Linked DNA regions of Sus scrofa: region 2 is linked to region 1. Evidence: chromatin contacts called from public promoter capture Hi-C data. All regions are on one chromosome and are shown on one strand. Each heading gives the region's core, a stretch centred on a gene start, on an enhancer-like site or on the middle of the called end of the contact. The rest is flanking DNA. Distances are from core to core; before and after follow the strand shown.

Evidence for each region. Promoter capture Hi-C pulls out the DNA fragments that hold promoters and counts their contacts.
Region 2: a promoter capture Hi-C map of liver shows a contact between it and region 1, with 4 times the contacts expected there. The contact joins the promoter of WDR92 here to the promoter of PPP3R1 in region 1. A contact is called at or near these places in 1 of 5 promoter capture datasets (liver), 4 of 47 Hi-C or Micro-C datasets (fetal heart ventricle, fibroblasts, heart right ventricle and 1 more) and 2 of 2 datasets of contacts at active chromatin or transcription factors (alveolar macrophages and skeletal muscle).

Annotation. Positions count from the first base shown.
Region 1 is chr3:74,003,228-74,006,953 of Sscrofa11.1, reverse strand. PPP3R1 (calcineurin subunit B type 1) reads right to left here and starts at 2,334. Exons shown (of 6, transcript XM_021087426.1): 1 at 1,826-2,334. The coding sequence starts at 1,828.
Region 2 is chr3:74,083,490-74,087,435 of Sscrofa11.1, reverse strand. WDR92 (WD repeat-containing protein 92) reads right to left here and starts at 2,303. Exons shown (of 8, transcript XM_005662502.3): 1 at 1,955-2,303. The coding sequence starts at 2,137. It overlaps PNO1 (RNA-binding protein PNO1), which reads left to right and starts at 2,540. Exons shown (of 7, transcript XM_003125074.4): 1 at 2,540-2,865; 2 at 3,085-3,234. The coding sequence starts at 2,659.

The sequences.
Region 1 (3,726 bases), core at 1,085-3,584:
ATACTGAGTACCAGGAAGATAAATTTAAGAGCTAACTAAAAGAGGATTTCCCAAATTCAGCCTATTGTTCAAAAAGGGGAGAGAGAAGGGGCTGGGAGGATGCAACACGGCAGGAAAAACCACCTGGAAACCTTATCATTCTGCTATATACTAAATAAACAGCAAGACTAGATCACTGTTCCTCAAAATGTATTGTTTATTAACACAGGTAAAAACATTTCACTGCAACGACAAAGATCGTCAACATCCTGACCTTCAGGTAAAGGAACTTGTATTAAAGCACTAAAGTGCAATTCAAAACTCCAAAAGATTATGACCTCCCCAAATGAAAGTCTGTACTATGAATGGCTCTAATCTAACTTGTTTTCTGCAACACTTTGGAAAAACCTAAGTTTTGACTTTGAAGGCACAATTGTCTCTGAGGTACCTCCCAAGTTGGCAGGGAAAAACTTCTGTATCTCGAAATCACTAAACATTTATTAAGTCTGCTCCTAATGTGGATTTTTAAGTACACCCATCAGTGCGCTTCAATCATCTGCCCTGTGTTTCACATAAAAGCCAGCTTAACTAATTTCACTTTTTTTTCTCCTCACAATCGCACCAAACTGCTCTTAAGCTGCAAGCAACAGAATTTCTCCTTTCGCTCACCCACCACGCTATCCTGACATAAACTCTACACAAGGTGAAACACCATACAGTGAAAGGTACAAGAAATTACTCAACGTCAACGAATCCGTCGTAAAATCTTTGGTCAACTGTGTAAAAAGCTTTAAAAAAAAAAAAAACTAAATTACATGCCCGGCTATCTGACATGTATGAAAAAAGCCCTGCAAACTTTTTCTACTGTGCATGCAATTCTTGATTACAAAGAGGAAACTCCACCGGCTAGCCCGGGCGAGAGAACCGGTAAGGTAACAGGCTAAAAGGGCGTCGTTGATTTCTTGGCTACAGTGACAGAGGCGGGAGACAGACACACCCCTAGCGTCGGGCTGAAACACTACAGCAGTGAATTCTACCTAGGGATTAAAGTGAGCGTAGGGAAAGACAAATTTAAATCGCCATGATTCAAAAACAACCAGCACAGGAGAGACTTTCGAAGGTAACAAAGAAAACGAAAAACCCTGGGCAGTAAGTAAGCATTAATAAAAAACCAAGTCTCCCCGTTTGTAAAAAGCCGAGTTAGACTCTTTTCCTGAATCTACACCTTGGACCTTTCCGGTTCGCCGCTGCAGAGAGAAGAGCAGCAGCGAAAAACAAACAAACCCACCCCGTAAGATTGCAAAAGGCAGTGAAATAAACACTAGCGGGAGAGAGGGAAGTAAGTGGCAGGATTCCTGCCAAGACTCACTGCTTGAAAATAGAGTGAGTGGGAGAAAGAGCAGCTCTGGAGAGAAAGTGGGTCTTATATAAAGAGCCATTTGCCACATATGATTTCCACAGGATTTCGGAATCTCCCCGAACTTGAGAGTGAGTCTGGGGGTGAAGGGGGCTCCACGTGGAGGAGGGTCCCGAGACAAGAAAAGCCGGCCGACCAGAGGACAGCCCCGGGCGGGTGGCCGGGGGAGCGGGGGTCGAGGCCCAGGCGGAATCCCGGGGGCGCCGGGGGAGGGGGTGGAGGGGCGCCCCGCGGAGGCCCGGGGGCGGGCGCGGGAGCCCCGCGGTGCTGTCAATCCGCTGCCCGCCGCCCCCGAGCCGCGAGGGTTCTCACGGGTCTCTCGAATTTTCCACCGGGGGAAGCCGCCCGGGGGTGTCCGAGCTCTCCCCGCCCCCGCCCCTGGAAGCGGCGAGTGGGGAGAGATGGTGCGTGGGGAAACAGAGGGCTCACCATTTTGCTGGGCGGTCGGCGGCTCGCTCGCGCGGAGAAGAGTGTCGGCGTTCAGACGGGCTCCCGCAGGAAGCGGCAGCGGCGGCGGCCCAGCTACGCTCGGCCGGGGTGGCTGCGGCCCGCGGGACGCCCGCGGGGGAGGGGGTGCGGGCTGGGGGAGGGGAGGCGGCGCCGCGGGGACCGCGCCGGCCGGGTGACTGGGCACGAGGGAGCGGGCGGGGAGAAGAGAAATTGAGGTCGAGATTCAGAGACGGAGAGCGCGGGAGGAGAGACGGCGAGAAGGGGGAGAGACAGGCGAGGAGACGGGGGGAGTATGGGCCAGGCGGCTTGGGGGCTGCAGCCTCGCGCTCGCGCCGGAGCCGTGACGGACTCACTGCAGTGGCTTGTGCTGACCCGCAACCTCAAGGCACGAAAAAGGGGGAGGGCGGGAGAGGGAGGGGAAAGCGGAGCGCAGCAGCGCGCGGGGCGAAGGGCGGGGGCGCGCGTGGAGCCGGCGGCGGGGGCGGGGCTTCCGCGAGCGCCGCACATCCGGGAACTCGCGCGCCGGCTCGGCGGCGGCCGCCGCGGCGCTCTGGCGAGCTCTGGTTGGGGAGCGCAGAGCGCGCCGACCACGTTCTTCCCTCCGCCGGCCGCCCCCAGCGTGCGGGGCGGGGGAAGCGCGGGGGCGGGGGCGCGGACGTCGGTGACGTCGCGTGGCGGAGCCCTTCCTGTCATGTGGCTGGAGGCGGGCGCGGAGCACTGGGGGGAGGGGGAAGGGGGGTGAAGGCTGGCCTGGGCGGGGAAGGAGGAAATGCGAGGGGTGCGCGAGCACTAGGCGGAGGGGGACTTGGACTCAGGGGTGGGAGCTTCGAGGGGAAGAGGAACAGTTAGATATGCAGCCTTAAGGTGTCGGAACCACCCAGACTCTGCGCGCGCACACACACAGAAACACACACACAAGGAAAATCCCAGCCCTGGGGCAAGAAGGAATCAATTTGCGCTTGAGGACAGGTATCTTTGCATCACTGTGACGGCTTGGACCCCCTACAGAATGTATGGCACATCTAGGCTGTTGTCACCCGGGTGCAGCAGCCGCAGGCCCACACTCCAGTGTGGGTTGGCAGTCGGGAGCCGGGTTGGAGAGCCAGAGTTGGCTGCAGCTTAAGGCGCAGGAAGTCACTGCACAACCGACTAGAGGGGTTGCCTTCCACTACCGCAAAGCCTTTCTCACCCAGCTCGATATTTTCCTTAAACCCTTCAAGCTACCATTTGACGCGGAACAGCAGTGTTTGTTTTTGAAAAACGTTAGAAGACAGAATGCCCACTTGTCCCTTTAGCGGGGCTGTATCCACTTTGGTGGCAATTACCATTCCCGGAAAATTCAGACTACCAGTAGGAAATGGAGTCCAGAAAAGCATAAGGAGGAAAGTTATGTTCAGAAGGGAGGCGGGAGCTGCCAGGAGAAGCGTGGTATAGATAATGAAGAAAACATTTGTAACAGTTTTAACCTCTTCAGAGCTTGGTAATCATGTGTGTGTGTGTGTGTGTGTGTGTGTGTGTGTGTGTGTGTGTGTGTGTGTGTGCGCGCGCGCGCGCGAGAAATAGCAAGAGATGTTTACTGAGTGGTCAGAAACTCCTTATGGACAAACTATTTTGGGTAATTTTATAAAACCACTGTTTTTAAAGGCAGTCTGTTAAAGCTCCTTATGTGAGAGTTCTGTTTTTCCACGCTAACCTTTTTTCTATATGATAAACACTCATCTTTTCTAATAGCTCAGTGATGTGCCCTAGGTCTCCCTGCAACCCCCCTTTTCTTTAAGAACTACCTTGCTTCCGTGTCAGGATAATTAAGGAAAAGTAACTTAGACTGATAAGCTGTATCAAGGAAAGGCCAAGAATTGACCCTGTTTCTTCCACCTTTT
Region 2 (3,946 bases), core at 1,054-3,553, 81 kb before region 1:
GTAGGCTGGTGGCTACAGCTCCCAATAGACCCCTTGCCTGGGAACCTCCATATGCAGAGGGTGCAGCCCTAAAAAGACGAAAAGACAAAAAAAAAAAAGTAAAATTATCACACACACACAAAAGAACAACCTGCTAGAATCCTCCAGAATCTTTAGAAGAGACAGCACTTTTTCTCTTTACAGAACAAGTGTCTTCCTGAAAGACAGACAAGTCATACGGCCTTATATAAAAATAAAAAGTCACAAGTCTGTAATGCTGTCTGGTTGAGCTTTGATTGGTATTTATTCCTAATACTTCACCTTTAAGTTTCTTTCTGCAATCCCAATGTCTCCTATTTGTTCAAACCTCTGGCCCAATCGATTAAGGACCAATAAACCAATATTTAAATGTCCCAAGTTATATCCTTTTACAGAATAAACTTACTCTTTCAACAAGTGATTTAGGAGTGGCTGCTCCTTAACATGCCATACTAAAGACAGACCCTGTCCTTACTCTCCAGGAGCTTACAATCTAATTAGAGATAAATGGGTCAGAATGATCTATTTCTGGCACAGTTAATAAGTACCGTTGGGAATGCGATGTAAAGAAAAGTTGCTTTTGCGTGGATCAGGAGTGGATGTCATTAACCAGGTAATCTGAACTGGATCTTAGAATAGCAGGCGACTGGAGACTAAGTGATGAGCCACACAAGGAAAAGTGGAAAAGAACATGTTTAGGAGAAGAGCGCCTGGCTAGAAAAGACAAACATAGCAAGAAAACTGGCGTTCCTAAAACATGTAAAGCTTAAATCTCATCTCTGCTATCCTATAAAAATTGTACTCATCCTTTGCCTACCATTTTAACCTCTAACTCTTCCATGTTGATTCTCTCCACAGCTTTGGACCCCTGGAATTACAGATTTCTCTGTCGTCTTTAACAATGCTAAACGTCTGAGTACGCTATATCATTTTTCCTTCATGCAACCCAAATCAAGGCATTTTAAAAACTGTAAACAGGTATAAACATGCTAGTTAATATTGTCATTCTCCAACTCCTTCACTAGAAATCTTTACAAAACTTGTAAATCTGACCTTGCCACACCCACTTAAATTAGCCCTTCATTGATGTCCCATTTTTTTCTTAGAAAAAAAGTATAAATTTTGTAAGTGACCTACAGATTTTGCAACGTCCCTGCTTACTACTCTTTTTGTTTCTAAAGGAGACACTCTCTCTCCCATCGCTGGGCTGTTTCCTCTGAAAATCTCCACTACTCCTAGTTGGGCCTTGTTAGCTTCTACTCAACTCAAATCTTTTTTCCTTTGTTTTTTTTTTTTTTCTTTAGATTTGTATTTATGTAGCGTTGGTTTGATTATTTAACTGATTCTCTCTCTTACTAGAAAATAAACTCCATGATATCCAGGACATTGTCATTTACATGCCTGGGAATACCAGGCAATCAACTGATACTTGCTGAAAGAATAGCTATGTTTGGTTGCTTCCTCCAATTACATAGCAGGCATCCTGGTGTCCACTTTGACCGTTTGTATGAAAAAGCATTTTACTAATTTGAACCTATTAACAGGCTCTGCACAAATAAGTGTGCCCTGCCCCAAAGGGCCCCAAATTTAAACACGAAGACGGAATGTCATCCCCAAGGACCTCTCGCTGGACTGGGAGGGTGGTTGGGGTGGCTGGAGGAAAGGACCGACAAGGCGCGAATGAACTAGCCCGCCAAGAATTCAGAACTAGAACCAAAGTATTGTACATCGCAAGTATTCCTCAATCTGCGTTCAAGCTTCGCTACTCCCACGCAACTAGAAAAGTGCTTTGGGGGGACGCTGGACATAGGATTTGGCAAAAAAAAAAAAAAAAAAAAAATGCAGACCACCCACACCACCCCTGCCCAAGATACACACTCGCCCCCCAAGAGCAGGCCCAGATCTTGGCACTGGGCAGTCTCGACCGGGTACCCACCTCCCGAAGCAGCTTTAGGTCCCCGTGCTGGATCTCGTACAGCTGAATGACGCCGGTGCCCCGCGCGAAGTTGCCCATGGTCACAAACTTGGCGCTGCAGGGCACCCACTTACAGTCGAATACCGTGTAGTTGAGGCTCTTCTGTATATGGGCGATGATCTGAGGCTTCTCAAAGGCCGACATGGTCCACCTGTTGGATTCCGCCTAGGCCACAGGCACACCCCCAACAAACCATGACAAAACGCTAACCTGGAAACCGGAAACCAAACGTTAAGAACAGTTGGTCCCTCCCGTTTGCCGTAAGCGCCCCTGTCGCCCTTGGAAATTGGGTTTAGATGTCTTTGATAATGCCGGATGAGCAACCGAAGACACAAGACTTTTTTCCCTCACCGACAACACAAGCTTGTTTGTAGCCTTTACTTAAAACCTTTAGTATATATTAGAGATAACTAAATGTTCTGGCTGCTAGTTGGCGTGGGCAGAGGGCGACCATAAGAATCAGGCATATTTTAGGACAGCCCTTTCCCCTCCCAATAAACACACACAAAATCTTGCTTCAGGTCCCTTGCGTGGACGTCTTAGGAAAGAGGGCGGAGCCCTGGGGCTGGTTGGTGGAGACTGGGGTCCTGCGAGACGCATCTGCGCGGTACAGCCCCGCACGTGTTCAAGCCGGAAGCTCCCGCTGGGGCTGGAGAGTCCTGAGGATGGAAACCCAGATGGAGGCTCAGAGCCCCTTAGCCGAGGACGGCTTCACCCAGGTCACCCGCAAGGGTAGCCGAAGGGCGAAGAAACGGCAGGCTGAGCAGCTGTCTGCGACGGAGGAAGGAGGGGGCGCGAGCCACATGGACACGGAAGAGGCTCGGCCGGCGAAGAGGCCCATCTTCCCTCCCCTCTCCGGGGACGGGTTCTTGGTACTGGCGGGCACTCACGAACAGGAACGGGGCAAAGCAGAGGCCTGGGGACCCTGTGGCTTTAGGGTGATGTAGAAGCTTTTTATGGCGTGAAGGTTTTAGAGAAGGACTCTCCTGATGTTTAATTCGTTCAGTTGAAGGATGCTCTTTGTGGATCAGCTGTCAGTTTACAACTCCGCCCATCCGACGACTCCTGAGTTGTGTTTTCTTTTATTGTAGAGTGGGAAAGAAGAAACTAGGAAAATTCCAGTTCCTGCTAACAGGTACACGCCGTTAAAAGAGAATTGGATGAAGATATTTACTCCTATTGTGGAGCATTTGGGACTTCAGATACGCTTTAACTTGAAATCGAGGAATGTAGAAATCAGGGTAAGGAGAATGTTAACCATTTTTAAATATACTGCGGTTTCTCTCACCTGTGGGTATGAAAAGGCATGAACCGACTTTCCTTAGAGGGGCTTATTTTGTTAAATGATTTTTTCCCAATTTTCTAATATTTTAGTATTTGAACCTCTCAAATGCTTTCAAAATCTACACTCAGCGCAGATATTAGTCCAATTCATGAGTTGGGCCTGAGATCATACCAAAATAGTAGCTATGTCTCTTTTTTTTTTGAAGGGCTGCACCTTGGCATTTGGAAGTTCTCAGGCAAGGGGTCGAATTGGAGCTGTAGCTGCCAGCCTACACCACAGCCACACCAATGCCAGATCCAAGGTAGTCCTGCGACCTGCACCACAGTTCACGGCAACACCAGATCCTTAATCCCCTGAGCAATGCCAGGGATTGCACCTACATCCTTGTGGATACTAGTCCAGGTCTGCATATTTTTAATAATCTGTGTTGATTAAGAAAAGGCTTAATAAAGAGCTTGTCATAAACAGAAGTATGTAAGTAATCAATGAAAGTACTTGCTATAGTATCATATTTTAGTGGTATTTTTTGAAAAAAAAAAAGTACCGATGATAAATTTAAGTTATACATACGTGTATTTATTCATTCATTCCTTCCTTCCATGATGTCAGGCTAGGAGTTAGGCAGTAGGGTTTCATTTTGTTTTATTTTGTTTTTTCTGAGTGCCAAT